Linked DNA regions of Mus musculus: regions 1, 2, 4 and 5 are each linked to region 3. Evidence: chromatin contacts called from public promoter capture Hi-C data. All regions are on one chromosome and are shown on one strand. Each heading gives the region's core, a stretch centred on a gene start, on an enhancer-like site or on the middle of the called end of the contact. The rest is flanking DNA. Distances are from core to core; before and after follow the strand shown. Region 1 holds the start of 4931414P19Rik (RIKEN cDNA 4931414P19 gene). Region 2 holds the start of 4930579G18Rik (RIKEN cDNA 4930579G18 gene). Region 3 holds the start of Gmpr2 (guanosine monophosphate reductase 2). Region 4 holds the start of Oxa1l (oxidase assembly 1-like). Region 5 holds the start of 2410022M11Rik (RIKEN cDNA 2410022M11 gene).

Region 1 (3,373 bases), core at 92-2,591, 1.1 Mb before region 3:
GAAGCTTTGCATTCACAGAAAGCAAAATAACAATCACATTGTATTTCTTATCCCTCCTGGGTTTTGCGTTTGCCTCCTCTTGCCCCTACCCCAAGTACCCCTCCCAGGACCCCACCCCCACCCCCGTTCAGTAACTGGACTAGAATATTGTCTCACACACTTTCCCAGATGTGGAGTTTTCCAAACAAATCCCAACCAATAAAAGGTCACTTTGTCAAAATGCCAGGAGATTCCCTTCTGGTACCTCCCCCCAAAACTACTCATAAAGGCTAAAATATACACAGTTGCATGTTTAGGAAGGAAAACCAATAAAAAACCAAAAGCATTTAAAAAGTCACTAAAAGGCTCTGGACTACACACTCAGTCCCCGTCCCCCCCACTTCGTTTGCCAAACACACTGACTGCAGGCTTTGGGGCAATTATTTAATTATTCACTAATCTGATATAAAAAGAAGCAGAAAAGAAGGTAAATTCCAATAGGATGAAAGTTCTTAAGTATGCTAAGTGCAGGATTTCCTCTACGCTTTACTTTGCATTTGAAATCCTGTTTTGATCACATTTGGGAACACAGAGGGGAAAAAACATCCTAAGGTCTATTTTACACACATAAAATCAAATGAAAACACTTTAAAAATAAAATCCGATAACAGCACATATACACATACTTTACATAAATACAAAGAATAAACCACAAGATGAATCCATACGAAATGGTATGTTTTAAGTGTACATACACACAAATGTCCTCATGAAATTGTGTGTGCAAAACACTGTGAGAGAGCTTTCCCTTCTCTCCTGGGAAATGAGTGTCCCAATTAAAATAACCCAGTATATTTAATCTATTGGCCTGTCACACTCGCTGCTACATTGCTGCTACAGCACTTGGTTTTGGTTCTGAGTGAGTGTGTCTAAAATACATGCCAAAGGCTTTGTGAGGGCACCTCAAATCTCTCTGTTGCCTGTGGTAGAAATTCACATTATCGCTTTAACCCGATTAAAAACAAATCTATACTTCCCCAAGCGACTAAAATTTAAATCCTTCAACCACAAAATTTACCAATTCTTAAAATGTGATCCAAAAAGAAAAAAAAAATCTGTAAATTGGTCTGGGAACAGTTGCACACGGCTTCTCAACTTGGTATATTTTTAAACCTCGACCAGGAAAAAGAAAGAGAAAGAGAGACAGGAAAAGAAATGGGGAAAAGAGCAAATTCCCCTTAGCAACAGTTTCCTCACCCCAGCACTGCCACAGATCTCTATTTTTAAAAATTTGGAAAACGCACACAAGATGAAGGAGGAAAAAAAATGGAAAAAGGATACTCGAAGGTCGTATGGCTCTTTGTATTCGTGTGTGTGCAAAAAAGGAGGACTCGCGGAGCCGGAGCTCACAAGCCCCGCCCCTTCCCGGCCGCCCGCCCGGATTGGCCGCCGCCCGCCCCGCCCGCAAGCACACGCGCCGCACCCGAGGCGCCCGTCCGGGGGGCCCCCGAGGGCCGCGAGCTCCCGGACCTGGCCGATGCGCCCACTGCCCTTCCCTTTCTCCTCGCTGTCCGCTCATCTTTCCCGTCTCGTTCTCCCTCCCCGCCCCCCAAGCCAGGCTCAGAAGAACCACCCTGTGAGTGAGCGCCCTCTGACATTGCTAAGCTGGGAGAACTAGCGAACTTGGGACCTCTTAGGCTGATTGAGCGTCAGGTTTGGGGGGCGAGGCCCTCCAACCCTTGGTTTCCCAGGCCAGTGTCTCTGGGTCACACAAGTTGTCTAGCAGCCCACCTTTACATGAACATCTATGAGTGTAACGTTGTTCAAGTGAGAGGCTAAGTAGCCTTACACTTGGGGCTTGTTTTTGCACAGCCTGAGCCAGGCTCCCCTACTAGGCTAAAACCACATTCTGAAGAAACCAAAATGTCTCCCTCACACACCCTGCATGTAGACCATTGCTTAAACCTCGATTTTAAGCAGTCCATAAACCGGTCTCACTGCACCTTTTTATTATAAAACGTTTGCGCGAACACACACACACACACACACTAACATACATACATACATACGTGTGTGTGTGTGTGTGTGTGTGTGTGTGTGTGTGTGTGTGTATTTTTTCTTTTGGTGGGGGCACTCGCGTGCCGCAATGCAAAGTGTGGCAATTAGGGGACAACTTGTGCCAGGTGTGGTGGCGCATGCCTTTAATCCCAGCACTCGGGAGGCAGAGACAGGCGGATTTCTGAGTTCGAGGCCAGCCTGGTCTATAAAGTGAGTTCCAGGACAGCCAGGGCTATACAGAGAAACCCTGTCTCAGAAAAAAGAAAAAAAAAAAAAAAAAAAAAAAAAAGAATAGGGGACAACTTGCAGGAATTCTCTCCACCTAGAGGGTCTGAAGGATCAAACTCAAGTCCACAGGGGTTTGGCAGCCTTCACCAGTGTCTCTGCTGGACACTAAGTTCTCTTTCTCCCCCCCCCCTCTCCCTCTCCCTCTCCGTCTCTCTCTCTCTCACCTATTTATTTATGTTTTAATATCTGAAACCCATGACCCTTCTCAAGTCTTCTTTCTAGGACTTCCTGCCTTTTCCTCCTCACTCGAACCCCTGACCTATGAGTTTATAAAAGAAAATGAAAAGAACTCTAAAAATGGTGATGCATGCTTTAACCACATTAAAAGAAAAAGATGTGTTCCCGTTTCTTTTTCCCTCTTGTTCTGGAAGCAGTTTCTATGCTTCTGGCTGTGGCCTGGCTGTGTTGAAGAGGAGACTGCAGACGTCTCCAGCTTTGCACAGCAATGTTGACATGGCTTCTTACAGAGGGTAAGCGACTGTGACAGTACAGGGGCACAACACACAGAGGCATGTGTCATTATGTGTGGCCGGAGGATGGCTCTGTCTCCAGGGGAACAGGCTTCACTGGGCATTAGCTTCTACTCCCAGTCACCGTCCTCAGTCTCCGTATGCCTCCTCGCCAAAGCCTCCTGGTCCAGCTCTGCCTGTCAGTGTCTCTATCCATCTTTCCCTGCTGCATCCAGTAACAGTCTCCCGGTTTCCCTCCATTACTTTCCTGTTCCTCTCTCTGGTCTCAGTCCTTGTAGCTTCCTTTCTCACACTTATTGCCTCTGTGATTCCAGCTTTCTGGGTACCTCAGAGGGAGTGATAACTTCTCCTTGTTACATGAAAATCCGTAAGCAGTGCCTGGTTTATTGATTGCTTTTATTATTATTATTATTATTATTATTATTATTATTATTATTATTATTATTTAACGTTTGTGAAGTGGGACTGGGAAAGGACCTCACTCAGTAAAGAGCTTGGTGCTTAAACGAGAGGACCCGAGCTGCATCCTTGGCGCCCGCACAGAGCTGCATATGGCCATGTATGTATAACCCCAGCTC
Region 2 (3,495 bases), core at 487-2,986, 1.0 Mb before region 3:
AAGACCACTCAGAGCAACACCAAGGAAAAGAATTATACAAGGTTCACTGCAGATGAAGGGCAGGTAGCAGAGAGAATTTACAAGGATCTCTTGTCTAAGGAGGCTCTGGTAAAGGCCAGCTGCTCCAGGGAAAGCCTCGGCCTCCCCAACCACCACCCTTACTCCAGCAGAGCCTTAACGCTCCCCCTTCAAACAGGGCTCAAATGCAGGGGCTCTGGCTAAGGACCAAAACCAAAACAAATCCCACAAGACAGATTTGGGCAAGCCTCTTTCCAGACACACAGTGGAGTGACACTACAGACAGAGCAGGGGCACTTTTATAGGTGCTTATTTCTGGAAAAACTAAGACCACCCTACCACCCTTCTAACGGGTAGGGCAGGACCCCCTTAATCTCCTTTCCCCTCCCACCCCCAGCCCCACCTGTGTCATCTAACCAAGTCTCCTTGGTCTGTGTTAAGAGCCAGCCTGACCCCTAGCTAGGTTGCTCACGATGGGTAAGTTAGTGAGAAAAGGAAATAAATAAAAACCAAAAAAACAAACAAACAAACAAAAAAAAACAAAAAAGAAAGAAAATAAAAGAACCCAAAAAACCAATTAAACAAAATAACTTAATTAAAACAAGAAAAACACGAACCAAATAAATAAACCCAACAAAGAAATAAAAAAATAAATTATAAAAATAAAAGATTAAAGAAGAGGTAGAAAATAAAAGAATAAACTAGGAATATGACAAATGTTCCAGGTACCATCTCACACCTGGGATCTTCAGTTCAGCCAATCGCACCTCACTGTGTACTGTATCTAGTCAACCGCCGTCCAATCAGAATGAGCCCTCCCTGCTAGGCGCTGTGCAATTGGTGGGGGGTTGGGTTGGCAAAAAAGGTGGGCGCACGGCGTGGTAGTCAGCGTGGCACTGCCAGAGTCCTCCCAGGGGCGCAGGGGGGGCGGGAGGGAATCGTGTGGGGGGACGCTGCCCAGTTTCCAAGATGTCAAAACAGTTCACTGGCGATGGCCAGCCTCAGCGAGGGGCAGAGGGGGGAATGGGGGCAGAGCATCAGTCCTGGCCCTGTAGGGCATCATCTTGCAGTCCCTGATGAATGAGCAAGCGGCCTGTGAGCGGCAGGAATGCTCCTTGCCTTTCTTTCATGAGGCAGGCAGGACCCTATGTCCACCAGTGACAAGCTGCAGCAGTGCCACTAGCCAACACTTGGGATCCAGGTGACAACTCCAAAGTCCCTTCCTCCTCTGAGTGTAACTGGGGAGAGGTCCTGTCACCGAGCAGGATCATGGAGCCTCTGATGAAGGTAGCCCGGGGGTGGCAGTAGTCAATTTCCCCAGGACCTGGTACACATTCAGCAGCAAGCTCAGAGTATGTCTTCCGGTTTGTCGTTGGCACCTCCTCAGGGACTGCAGCTGAGACAGTGGTTCCGGTTGGGTGGGTGAGTGAGTCCCTGCCTCCAGGGATGGAGGAGAAGCTGAAGCGACCGACACGATGCTGCCCTTCACCATGGACAGCAGGGACCAAAGGAAAGTCCATCTGAAGAGCAAGTGGTGACACGCGGGCTGGGCTGCCATCAGCTTTAAGCCCCTGGGTACAGACCCCCAGACTTCTCTGCAGGGTTTCTAGTCAACAAAGCTTAGGCCACCGGCCCCACTCAAGTGTTTACAGCTCGGCACTGTCGTCATAAACATCTGACTCTCTTAGGTTTCTTGGTCCCTAGATGGGGATCCCAACAGTCTGTAGCAAACAAGGCAACCCACAGTCTCTGACAGGTAAGGGCATGTGGGCAGGCACCCCAGCACTGGCACAACTCTTCTTGGGGTGTCCCGAGTAGGGCGATGATTCAAGTCCACCCCTTTCCAAATGCTTCTTGTTCTCAGTACAAGTCTCTCCAGAACAGTGCTCGTCTCAGCCCCGATGTAAGCAAGAAGGGAGGCGGGGCCCATCACAGACGCCCACAGACACGCCCCTCTGGCCAAGACACCGGGAGCACACTCGGCTCTGATTGGGCGGCTCGGTAGCAGCGGGTGGGTCCAGAGGTAGAGGCGGCATCAGCGATTGGCCAGTTGGGCAGGGTTATATTTTACGGGCGGATTACCGTACATGAGGTACTTGGACAAAGTTTTACGGGGAAGAAGGACCTTGTAATAAATAATATTCTGCACATCAAATCACTTTCACCGGCCCCCACCCCCGCAACACACACCAGAGAAAGGCTACACACACAACAGCCCCTCCCACCCTGTAATAATACCACTCCCAAACCCAGCTAATTCTATTTCTTTAAGGGTCAAGAAGACCTCGCTGGCTCCAATGGGGGAAGCCTCTTGAACTGGGTATAGGAAAAAGTGGTAATATTTGTGCCAACAAAACAAAACAAAACCTAAGAGGGCCTTGTGGTTCACCCCTTGGATTTCTAAGAAGCTACACTTCCGTAATTAGACCACTGGGGGGCAGAAGAGCAACAAAAATTCCTCAGCATGGCTGACTCGGTAAGAGACCCAAAGCCCCACTAGGTGGCGACAAGTGCCATTAAGCTTTTAAAAAGGAGGGAAAGCTCAAGGAGTTAGCTTCACAGAAGCTTCAGCAGCAAGAAAGCTGCACTTGGGTTTTTTGGTTTTTCTCTCTCTCTCCTCTCTCTCTCCCTCGCCTCCCTCTCCCCCCTCTCTCTCTAAAAAAAAGGGCCATTAACAGACTTCCAAATTAGGAGCCTGGTCTATATCACTGCTTCATGTAGGGAAAGGAAATCAAAGACCTTGTCTGTTATCACAAGGGGCATCCCTTGCTAAACCAGCGAATTCTCCCTTGCCCTATCCTGATCCAAGGATAGCCTTATCCCCTTTAGGTCATCCCACTGTGTAAGAGGGATGGCTGAGATGGTCTATTCTCCCTAGGCCCACGCTCGGCCCACCCTCCCCAACAGGTGGCTTGGCTAGTTACCTCTTTCTTTTCCTCTTCTTCAGCACCACCCTCTGGGCGCTCATCATTGCTGACTTGGTCTGCAACAGGCAGAGGAGGCTCAGGCACCTCATTTTCAGGTCTGTTTTCACTGGTGTCCATGGTCACTTCCTCCTTCTCTTCACTGACAGGATGGAAGAGATTGAAGGAAAGGGTAGGAGAGAGTGAAGGGGAAGAGAGAGCAAGATGTTAGCTTTGTGGACATAAAATCCCAATGGCTCCTTACTTGGGCGGGATCAGACTAGAACTTTCCCATGGGAAAGTGGGAATGCTTTCTTTAGGGAAAAAGCACAAATTACAGTGGTCATGGCCACTCAGTACCAGATGGGGCCTTTATGTGGGGTTCCCAGCACTCAGAGTTCTTAGACACTCACTTCACAGCTCTCTTGCACGAAACCAACAGTCTCCTCTGAAAAGTCCTTCAAAAGTGACCTCAATTTGTCTAGAAGGCTATAGCCTCTCTACTCACTAGTTAAGGCATCTTTAATTTACCAAGAACCTAAAGGAAGCCCACTTCCTTTATAAAAAAACAAAA
Region 3 (3,509 bases), core at 937-3,436:
GTCCAAAGAACATTCACAGTGTGTGTGTGTGTGTGTGTGTGTATGTGTGTGTGCAAGAAAGAGATGGACAAAGGGATTAATATTAGATAGAAGTGGGGCTAAAGAGATGCCTCAGTGGTTAAGAGCACTCTTTCCAAGGAGCTGGATTTGGATCCCAGAACTCACATGGTGGCTCACAACTACCTGTAATTCCAGTTCCAGGGAATCTAGTGGCCTCCTTGGGCACCACCAGGCACACAGGTGCCAAGACATATAAGCACGGACAGCACCCATACACACACATATACTAAAGATGCGATTTAAAAAAAAAGAATAGGCAGGTGCTGCAGAACAGAAGTTAGACAATATTAAGACGATGTCTGCCTGTAATCCTAGCCTCTGGCGGTTCACATGCAGCAGGCTGTGAGACTGTGGATGGGGGGCTGGGGGTGGGCTGCTTGTCTTAGCAATTAGAGGGCTAACACAGGTGGATCTCCACAAGCTTGAGAGCAGCCTAGGCTACAGAGGCTGGTTCAAAATCCCAAGTAATCCTCCACCTCCACCACCACCGCCATCATAGATCCACTGAACAGGGAGGGACTATCATTCTTATGATCCATTAAGTCTGAGCCTACCCAAAACACAGTGTTGTATATATTAAAAACAAAGAATAAAATGGTGTTTAAAACTCAAAGACCTGCTGGGCAGTGGTGGCGCACGCCTTTAATCCCAGCACTTGGGATGCAGAGGCAGGCGGATTTCTGAGTCCGAGGCCAGCCTGGTCTACAGAGTGAGTTTCTGGACATCCAGGGCTGCACTGAAAAACCCTGTCTCCAAAAACAAAACAAAACAAACAAAAAGAGTCAAAGACCTATTGCTAATTCATAGATTACCCATGTCTGAAAAACAGTAATCATCAACTTGCCCTCTGACTTCAATCTTTAATTAAAGTTTTTTTTGGAAGGAATGTAGAAAAAAAGGCTAATAGTTGACGTGTCCAGTAACTGAAGATAGACTGAACACAGCAATGAAAAGGTCAGATTAATGCCAGGCCTCCTCATTATTATCATTTTTGTGTCTCTGTCTAAATGTACAGCAGAATGGCCTGATGGGTTTAAAACTGAACATCTACGGGAGTTGAAGACAGAGTACCAAGAACCAACGCATCGATAAGTAGCCTAAATTAGCCAAAGAAATGAGGCTAGTTCTTAATGTCCAGTTCCGACAGAAGGTGCCTAGTACCACTCCGAGCTTAGCTACTGTAAGACGGGTGAGACACTAACCTTGGCTCGTAGTCTAGCTACTGAAAGGCCCTCACTTTCATCAGACTCTAATCAGTGCTGTGCTCTGGAGGGAGCCTGTGTTAGGGCCTGAGAGAAGTATACAATCTAGGCATGAAGAACAGGGGACAAAGCTTTCCCAAAAAATTCTGGAGTGAGGAGCCAAGCTGCTGCCAGGCCTTCTCTATGACTGCAAGGGCTTGAATACAGTGAGACCAGGACAAACGCTGCCTCCTTCTGGGTCTGAATACAGACTGGCAAGAAAGTAGGACAGGCTTCCTTGTAAGACCCGAAGTCTTCAGGCTGGATCGGCCTCCAGAGCTCAAAGCCTCCCGGGGTCCCCCTAGTTCCCATCAAGCCTCGCGCAGGGCCCCGAGGGTGTCAGCCCTCCAAGTTCAGGAAAGGCATGGTTTTCCTTCCCGCCTCTCCCTTAAGGCGCAGCGGCCAACCCTGCACCGAGTCTTGGAAAGTCTGGAAACGCTCCCACCTTCACTTTAATTAGCATCTTCTTCCCAGGTTGGGGTTGCAGGCGGCTAGAGTGCTGCTTCTCCCGCTGTGGTCGCTGCTGCCGCTGCCGCTTCCCAGCACTCCACGGCAAGGAACACTTCTGCTTCCGGGTCACTCTCTGGACCCACCCTCTCCTCTTTCCACCGGGTTCCCGAAACGCTCAGGAGTGCCCTCGTGTTCTGTGTCAGTGGGGTTGTAAAGAGAAAGGCAAGTCGGCTAGGAACAGCCAGACGGCGCCCTGAGACCCCGCGCGTGGCCACCGAACTGGTGTTAGCGGCGAGCTGGAACGGAACAAACTACTTGTCCCATCATGCCTGGAGGCAGCTCTGTCCTTTGCATCCTAGGAGTTGTAGTTCTTCTGCCGCTCGCACTCAACGGCAGCTTGAGTGTGTGGACTCTGTTACCCAGAAGGCCTTGCACAGCGCCCGAAGCTAGAATTCCTTGGGTAGTCGAGTTTGCAATTAGCGGAACTCGTTCGAGTGGCCCTGAAGGCTCATCGAGGCTGCACGCGGCTAGTTGCTAAGCAAAAGAATCTTTGGTCAACTGCCACCTGAGTCAAAGCAACAGGAAGTGAGTACCGCTATGCCGGAAGCTGGTTAAAATCTCTTTTCTCATCCCTAAGTTAGCTTCTTACTCTAAGTTGCCCTTTGCAGGGGCGAAAAAAGGGAGAGTAACTAGGTAAGGAAGCACCTTCAGGAACCATAATCTCTTCCCAATTCTCCCTAAAAATCATACCTGGGATTGAAGCATTAGGATAATCCAGACACTGGATGGTCCCAGGGAGACTTGAAGAACCACACCCTGATCTGACTTTACACAGTTTAAGCGTGAGAGGCGAACTTTGTTACTTCCCAGTCTTACAGCCTCATTTTTTTTTAAATCTAACTCCAGCTTTGCATCATGCCTCATATTGATAATGATGTGAAACTTGACTTCAAGGATGTCCTGTTGAGGCCCAAACGCAGCACTCTTAAGTCTCGAAGTGAGGTGAGCCAGTTGTCTTCCTTGGTTTTTATTTATTTATTTATTTTTACCTCAAGCTTCTAATGGACCAGGTCCAAGAAAGCTGTCAGGTTCGAGAACGATACATATTTTCTGAATGAATGAAATCTTAATGTCCTCTTAATGTCTGCAGGTAGAGCTCACAAGATCATTTTCGTTCCGGAACTCAAAGCAGATGTACAGTGGCATCCCTGTCATTGCTGCCAATATGGATACCGTGGGCACTTTTGAAATGGCTAGGGTTCTCTGTAAGGTGAGATTAACCTTATGCCCCCTACCAGATCTTCTCCCAGCTAGCGGCTACAGAGGAATTGCATCTGTATTCCCAGTCTCTGGCAATTAACAGAATGTTGTGTTTACTATTTTTTTTTCCATTACTAAGAACCATTTGATCAGTTCAAAGATCTGTCTGAACTAGTGAGATTCAAATTTAGATCTGTTTCATCTTTTTTATTATAATCTCCCATAAATTATATACTTTACCAAATTCTTCCAGTGCCCACCCAGGTCAACCCAAGCACATGCATTTCTTCAGTCAGTCATTGTTTGAACATTAAGCAGTCACTGTTTAGTCCAGAAATTAAATACTGTTTTGAGTATTTAAAAATTTTCAACCTGGGATATTACAGAAAAAAGGAGTTTATTAGTTTTCTTGTATGCCTACTATTATTTTAATTTTTCACTTCTTTAAGGTTCTTTTAGGTTCCTGGGAGTTTCTGAGATCTATCCCAAATGGAAGTT
Region 4 (3,343 bases), core at 14-2,513, 1.3 Mb before region 3:
TATTTGCTGCACCATGGTGAATACCAGAGTTCAGATCCCAACACTTATGCAACAAACACCTCTAACTCCATCCCTCTTCTGGCCTCCGAGAATGTACACTCATACAACACACGACATCTATGAAATAAATAAGTTTTTATTCCTCCAAAGTATCTAGTAGCATATGAAGAAGTATATGTGATCAACCCCCTCCTTCCTGAGCAGTAATTTATTTTTCACATTACTTTTTTTTTTTAAGATAAGGTCTCCATTTTTAACCCTGGCTGGCCTTGAACTCACCACTTACCTGAGTCAGCTTCCTCTTCAGTGCTGGGATCACAGGCGTGCAGCACCATACCCACCTTATTTCAATTTATGCTTTAGGGAAGCTTTTAGTTTCAAAAAATACACAACAAAATCTACAAATAGATAGTAACAATCTTGAGACAACAGATCCAAGACATCAAGTTCAACTTTCATCTTTAGTTTCCTCGGTTATTTCCCGGAAACTGCCTTCCCTATAGCTTTGTCAGATTCCAGGCTACTTTCAAATTTCATTGGATCTGTAATTACAATATTACCTTGCAGTAAGAAAAAACCCACGCCAAGCACAGATGTAAAAGCTATTGTTTTCGCCTTTCTGGTTTGCCTGTTTGTGGGGTTAATTCTAGTTTGAGATTTTGTTTATTCATTATCTTCTTGTGACAGGCAGGGTCTCTCTGCAGTCCTGGCTAGCCTTAAACACAATAGGTAACCAAGATTCACCTCGAATTTTAGGCAATCCTCCTGCCTCCGCCTCCCAAATGCTGGGATTATAGATTTGAGGCACTATTCCAAGAGTAAAGGCCATTTTTAATCCAAGAATTATTTTAACCCAGGGAACAATTACAGTTTGGGAAATGGAAGGGAAAACAGGAAATATGCTATGTTTACACTGCCACTTAACAGCGCATCCTGTCTCTTAGTTTCTTTTCTTTTTTTTTTTTTTTTTTTTTTTTTTTTTTGATTTTCGAGACAGGGTTTCTCTGTATAGTCCTGGCTGTTGTCCTGGAACTCACTTTGTAGACCAAGCTGGCCTCGAACTCAGAAATCCGCCTGCCTCTGTCTCTTAGTTTCAATCTCTGCGGAATCTTGACTTTTTTAAACCACTTCAAATACCATCGCCTGTCTTCATTCTCCCTCACTACCTGATCTGTGACGTCAGGTCTGACTGCCTGCCCATTTCCAAAATGGCCTCCCCCGCAGCGTCAAAGTTCTGAGTGCGCGTGCGCGAGAGTAAGTTCCCTCTTCCCGGCAAGATGGCGAGGAATTTAGTGTGCGGTCGCTGGCAGCTTCTGCGACTCCTACGACCCCAGCGTTCGGTAAGGTTCCGTCCAAAGCGCGGGGATGCTGCCTTGTCCTTGTCACCTGAGCTGAGGTCACGAGCAGATGCTGACCTGGTCACTGCGACCTGCGAGTCATGACCTCCGGTCGCGTGAGGGCACCACCGGGTTACGTCCCGGGGTTGGTGGCCTGGTTTCTCTGTAGCTGTTTGGAAACTGCCTGCGACCCTGAGCCGTGACCTCTGGGCCCCGTCCCCGGGCTTCGGTAACAGGATGCGGGAGACCCTAACCGGAGCTGCACCCTGCACGCTCCAGTGCATGGCTTCGGGGCCTGTAGTCTGTGCGAGCAGAGTTGCAGCGCCCCACTGCTGCAACCGCAGGCTGTCTGCGGGAGAGGCGGGTCGGCTGGGACTCAAGGCCTTCCCTTCCTTTCACATGGTCAGTACCATAGCGTCGCAGTGTCCCTGAGACCGCTGGCCGCCGAGCTCCTCGCAGCCCGCCGGGGTAACGGGCGGCCACCCTGTGCTCTTCTCGCCGTCTTCACTCCTCGCTGCATCAGTACATCTGCCACCCTCTTTGCAGAAGCCCAGGTAAGAGGTTCCCGCTGAGGAAAGGAGCACGACTTCTTGGCCCCTTTCTTTTGGTTCTGTGTTGTTTTGTTTGTTTTGTTTTGCGGGAGACAGTGAATGTGTAGCAGAGTTCTCACACTCCTCCTAAGTTCCTCCTAATATTAACCTGTTTGGAGTAGAAGTAGATTCTCATCTCAGGCAACTCAGTGAGGAAATGCCTAAAAGTGCTGAGAAATTTGTAGGGCAGGCAAAATGACCCTGCTGTACAAAAGCTCTTGCTATTGCAACCCTGGTAAACCGAGTGCCAACCCTGGAACCCAAGTAAAGGTGGAGCAGGTTGTGGCACAATCCTAGTAACCCCAGCACTTGGGAGGCAGAGATGGATAGATCTCTGAATTCAAAACCAGCCTGGTCAACATAGAGCTGTGTAGTGTGACCTTGTCTCAAAAATGAAAAAAAATAAATAAATAAATAATGAAGGAAGAAGGCGCCACACAAAGTTCATCTCTGACTTCCACACATGCTGTGGCATGCATGCCTACATACATCACACACACAAGATAAAAAAAAATTAAGCCTGGCGGTTGGTGGCGCACGCCTTTAGTCCCAGCACTTGAGAGGCAGAGGCAGGTGGATTTCTGAGTTCGAGGCCAGCCTGGTCTACAAAGTGAGTTCCAGGACAGCCAGGGCTACACAGAGAAACCCTGTCTCTAAAAACAAAAAACAAAACAACAAAAAAATTAAATTTGCCTGGCATGGTGGCGCACGCCTTTAATCCCAGCATTTAGGAGGCAGAAGCAGGCAGATTTCTGAGTTCGAGGCCAGCCTGGTCTAAAAAGTGAGTTCCAGGACAGCCAGGGCTATGCAGAGAAACCCTGTCTCGAAAAACCAAAATAAATAAATAAATAAATAAATTTAACTAATTAATTAAATTTTGTATTATATTCAAGACACTACCAGAGGAGTGGTGGTAAGCCAATAAAGTGAAATGTGATTGTGAGTTTGTGTGTTTGTGATCTGTGTGATTCTTTGAATACTGTTTCTTAGAAGCCTGTGTAGGATTTTTCTCAGAGAGATTTATCATATTGTGTTATGAGTGTGTGTGTGTGTGTGACGGTGTGCATGTGTACATGAGTGCCCATTAGAGAGCCTGAGGCTGGAGTTACCAGTGGCTGTATGCTGCTCTACAAGGGTGCTAACGACGGAAAATGGATCCTCTGCTGGAGCTCTTAGCCCCTGAGCCATGTCTTGGGATGTAGTCAGTAACAGAGCTCTTGGTTAGCATGTACAAGGCCAACCTGAACTACAGAGCAATCAAGATCCTGCCTCCAAAACTAACCTTCCCACCCACCCACTACCATTTAAAAAAAAAAAAAAAGAAGGAAGGAAGGAAGAAAGAAAGAAAGATTGGGAAAAAAAATTGAATTAAAGAGAATTTTGGGCTGAGGGCCAGCTCAGTCAGTGGTCTGTGTT
Region 5 (3,318 bases), core at 629-3,128, 1.1 Mb after region 3:
GACTACTCTTCTAGAGGTCCTGAGTTCAATCCCAGCAACCACATAGTGGCTCCCAACCATCTATAATGGGGTCTGATGCCCTCTTCTGGTGTGTCTGAAGAGAGCAATGGTGAAAACATTTTAAACAAACAAACAAACAAGCTTTTTCAAAAATAAATAACTGCTTAGTGGTTTAAAAATACAAGAAATTAAAGAAATCTCCTAGAAAGGAACACAAAAATGTTAAGTGCACAGCATCTTATGACTAAGAACATAGTCTTATTTAGGAATCTGAGAAGACAGCCATGTTAGTAGTACCCACTAACACACTACAGATCACACTGGCTTGGCTTTCTCAGCAGAAATCACTCAGGCAGCAACTCTTCACTTCGACAAAATAGAAAAGTCTATCCTAGTGGTTTAAGCAGGAAAGCTACGCAAAATGACTCACAATGGAGATGTTTTCCTTATTCCTGTCAAATCCTTCACCAAAGTAGCTTGAAGATCCTAGTATAAAAAGAAATTTACAAACAAACACCCAAAACACATACATACAGTGAACATCAACAGCTCCGAGGTAGCACCAAACCCTGAACGCCAAAGGAAATAAATAAGTCAAGGTGAAGTTATTCCCAAGCTGTTCTACCAACCTTCTCCAAATAAACAATAGATCAACTAAACGACAGCAGGCCAAGCTCATATGTTCTTTCCAGTTTCAGAATTATGAGTAGAGCGCGCAGCTGAGTCGAAGAGTAAACGCGTCCTCGAATCTAGAAAGGGATTCACATTTCTCCTAAGTAGTTACCACTCAAGTACAAATCCGACCCGGGAGAGGTTCAACAATTGGGTCCCATTTGCCGCAAGCACTTGATTAGGGCCTAACTCCTCAGTAGCCCGCGACAGGCACCAGGTCAGCCATTAGAAACTGGCTCAAATAAGATTAAAAGCTGCGACAGACCGACCCAAAAAAAAAAAAAAAGAGAGAGAGAGAAAACGCCGCGGGACGTAAGAGGACGCCCCTTAACACGGAAAACTTGGGGTGTCGGTTGAACAGACAGGGTGGGAGTGCGGCCCCCGGGCGGGAGGGCCAAAGGGCCCCTCCCCGACCCGCCCGCCCGCTCGCAGCACAGAAAGGAAAACACTCTTCGACCTCCGGCCGCTGCCGCCCGCACCCGGAGGCTCTCGCGCTCCCCGCCCCGCGGCCGCCTCACCCAGCCAGCCCTGCCGCGCCCGCGCTCCCTCACCCCTCCGGCCGCACGCGAAGCCGCCCTGGACATCAGCGCGGCCCCCAGCGCACCCTCAGGCCCCGACGCAGCAGCCGCGACACCGGCCGCCGCGGGCTGTTAAGCCCGGCTCGGTGGGAGGCTCCCGACGCTGCCCTCACCCATCTCCGCCTCCCCAGTCGCCCCCGCCTCCGCCTCCTCCTCCCGAGGCTGCGCTGCTCCCAGCCACCCCCACTCTCCGCGGCCCTCGACAGGAAAGACGGCGGGGAGAAGCCTCACCGGGTTCTGGCTGCAGCTCCGCGGAACGAACCTCCCCTCCCCCGGCCCACCCCCCTTCGGCGACACGCACAACTCCGCTCGGTCCAGTCCCGGCTTTAGCGCTGGTGAGGAGGAGGCAGAGGAGGCGGTGGCACGGCGGGGCCCGGGGAGGCCCCGCCCTCCGCACGCTCATTGGCTGATGGCGTGGGCGGCACGGAATGCCTCGGGCAGGCTCCATTGGCCCAGTCGGCCTTCTTTCAGGACCCTCCTCGGTGAGGTAGTCACGGCGGCTGTCCGTCAGACCTGGGCCACGCCCTCGGGCCTGCCGGCCCCCCCCCCCCCCCCCCCCGCCGCCAGCCCCGGGCTGGGCCGGCCCTCCCTCTCTTCCGCCCTCCCTCCGTGCCCCCGCCCCGCCCCCACTCGCGGGGTCTGCCCGGGTCAGGAGCCCGAGTGGCGCTGCCCGCAGTTCGGCTCGCGCTTCGGCCCTGGGGGCGGGCGATATTCGTCGAGGCTTCCGGTGGGCCCGGGATCGGGACACTGGGTCTCGGCCTCCAGACGGTCGCCACGGCCCTTTGCGACTCTGCTCGAGGAGAGACGCGGCCTCGATGTCCCGGCGTCCTCCCTGTCCAGGCCCCCAAGACCCCGGCGACTGGCGAGCCCGGCAATGCCTGCGGCGGACCGAGGGGGCGAGCCCGGCCGCGGCCGCAAGGGGACTGGTGCGCTGGCGGCCGTGCAGGCGCTTCCACCTTGCCTGGCCCGTGGGAAGGGTGTCCCACCTCCGCCATGGCTGCGGCGGGAGGAGACGTCGGCCTCCATTTTGTGGGATCTGTTGGGAGAACTTGGGGCCCATCAGAACCGAACCCGTGGGGACGAGAAACTTGGCCCGGAACGAGTCCGATCGCGCTCTACCATAGGCCTTGTCCTCGGCCGCCAAGAGTTTGCGCGCCGAGATTGCGGCGGGGCCACAGGACAGTGGTGACCCCAGACTGCCGCCGGGCAAGATGGAGCCCCGGGCTCCCTTAGCGGGCTCGCGCCCCTGGGACCTGGGCTGTCTGGCCTTGGCCGTCGGTGCCTGGCCGAGCACGCGCTCTCCGGCCTGCCCGGCGCCTGTCCTCCACGTTTGCCGGGCCTCGGGCCATCGCGTGCCCTTCGCTTCATCCTGGCTCCGTGGGCAGTGACCCTCTAATGGGAGTCCCACCGGACGCATTCGGAGCGGAGCCGCTGGAGGGCGGCACGAGGGTCTTTTGTTCCTCGTCTATACCCATGTCTTTGGCAGAAGACTTGGTGCCGGATTTCCAGGACTCCCTGTAACCTAAGAAATGCACCTCGCCCTGGTGTTTGTTAGCGGGATTACAACTGATGCTTTTAGGTTGGATTGAGGTTCTTGTTACATAATATGTGAAAATATATGACTCTTAACTGGACTTGGTGGCGCATGCTTTTAGTTCCAACACTTGCAGGCAGAGGCAGTTGGATATCTGTGAGTTCGAGGCCAGGTTGGTCTACAAAGTGGATTCCTGGACAGTCAGGGCTACACAGAAAAACCCTGAGTTGAAAAACCAAAAGAGCAAAAATATATATGAGTCTCTCTTTTAAGACAATGTCTAGCATAGTCTGGCCTGGAACTCTGTGATCTTTCTTCTGCCTTTGCCTCTCTCTTCCTCTGCCTCTGGAGCATTGGGATTGTAAGCATGTCACCACTGCTTTCTTGGTTTAGGCTTAGATATGATTTGAAAACAAAATCCCACACCTCATAGCACAGGAATGGAGTGCCAGTATTAAAGGCACAGAAGTAGCAGAATCAGTTCAAAGCTGACCCAGGATACATTAACTGCCTCAAAGAGAAAAAACAAAACAA

Evidence for each region. Promoter capture Hi-C pulls out the DNA fragments that hold promoters and counts their contacts.
Region 1: a promoter capture Hi-C map of pre-B cells shows a contact between it and region 3, with 4 times the contacts expected there. The contact joins the promoter of 4931414P19Rik here to the promoter of Gmpr2 in region 3. A contact is called at or near these places in 4 of 39 promoter capture datasets (cranial neural crest, liver, neutrophils and 1 more).
Region 2: a promoter capture Hi-C map of hematopoietic stem and progenitor cells shows a contact between it and region 3, with 2.4 times the contacts expected there. The contact joins the promoter of 4930579G18Rik here to the promoter of Gmpr2 in region 3. A contact is called at or near these places in 11 of 39 promoter capture datasets (the 3T3-L1 cell line, the C10 cell line, the HPC-7 cell line and 6 more).
Region 4: a contact with region 3 is called in a promoter capture Hi-C map of pre-B cells, with 6 times the contacts expected there. The contact joins the promoter of Oxa1l here to the promoter of Gmpr2 in region 3. A contact is called at or near these places in 3 of 39 promoter capture datasets (cranial neural crest, liver and pre-B cells).
Region 5: a contact with region 3 is called in a promoter capture Hi-C map of liver, with 2.2 times the contacts expected there. The contact joins the promoter of 2410022M11Rik here to the promoter of Gmpr2 in region 3. A contact is called at or near these places in 3 of 39 promoter capture datasets (hippocampal neurons, liver and pre-B cells) and 1 of 484 Hi-C or Micro-C datasets (B cells).

Annotation. Positions count from the first base shown.
Region 1 is chr14:54,604,567-54,607,939 of GRCm38.p6, forward strand. It overlaps 4931414P19Rik (RIKEN cDNA 4931414P19 gene), which reads right to left and starts at 1,342. Exons shown (of 7, transcript NM_028890.2): 1 at 1,237-1,342.
Region 2 is chr14:54,648,775-54,652,269 of GRCm38.p6, forward strand. 4930579G18Rik (RIKEN cDNA 4930579G18 gene) reads left to right here and starts at 1,737. Exons shown (of 6, transcript NR_038053.1): 1 at 1,737-1,774; 2 at 2,291-2,494; 3 at 2,966-3,040. Acin1 (apoptotic chromatin condensation inducer 1) reads right to left here. Exons shown (of 19, transcript NM_023190.3): 9 at 2,943-3,084.
Region 3 is chr14:55,670,049-55,673,557 of GRCm38.p6, forward strand. Gmpr2 (guanosine monophosphate reductase 2) reads left to right here and starts at 2,187. Exons shown (of 10, transcript NM_177992.2): 1 at 2,187-2,336; 2 at 2,658-2,753; 3 at 2,902-3,021. The coding sequence starts at 2,667. Nedd8 (neural precursor cell expressed, developmentally down-regulated gene 8) reads right to left here and starts at 1,832. Exons shown (of 4, transcript NM_008683.4): 1 at 1,747-1,832. The coding sequence starts at 1,764.
Region 4 is chr14:54,359,578-54,362,920 of GRCm38.p6, forward strand. Oxa1l (oxidase assembly 1-like) reads left to right here and starts at 1,264. Exons shown (of 10, transcript NM_026936.3): 1 at 1,264-1,340; 2 at 1,745-1,891. The coding sequence starts at 1,278.
Region 5 is chr14:56,810,111-56,813,428 of GRCm38.p6, forward strand. 2410022M11Rik (RIKEN cDNA 2410022M11 gene) reads left to right here and starts at 1,879. Exons shown (of 1, transcript NR_152252.1): 1 at 1,879-3,318. It overlaps Zmym5 (zinc finger, MYM-type 5), which reads right to left and starts at 1,354. Exons shown (of 8, transcript NM_001253753.1): 1 at 1,224-1,354; 2 at 630-749.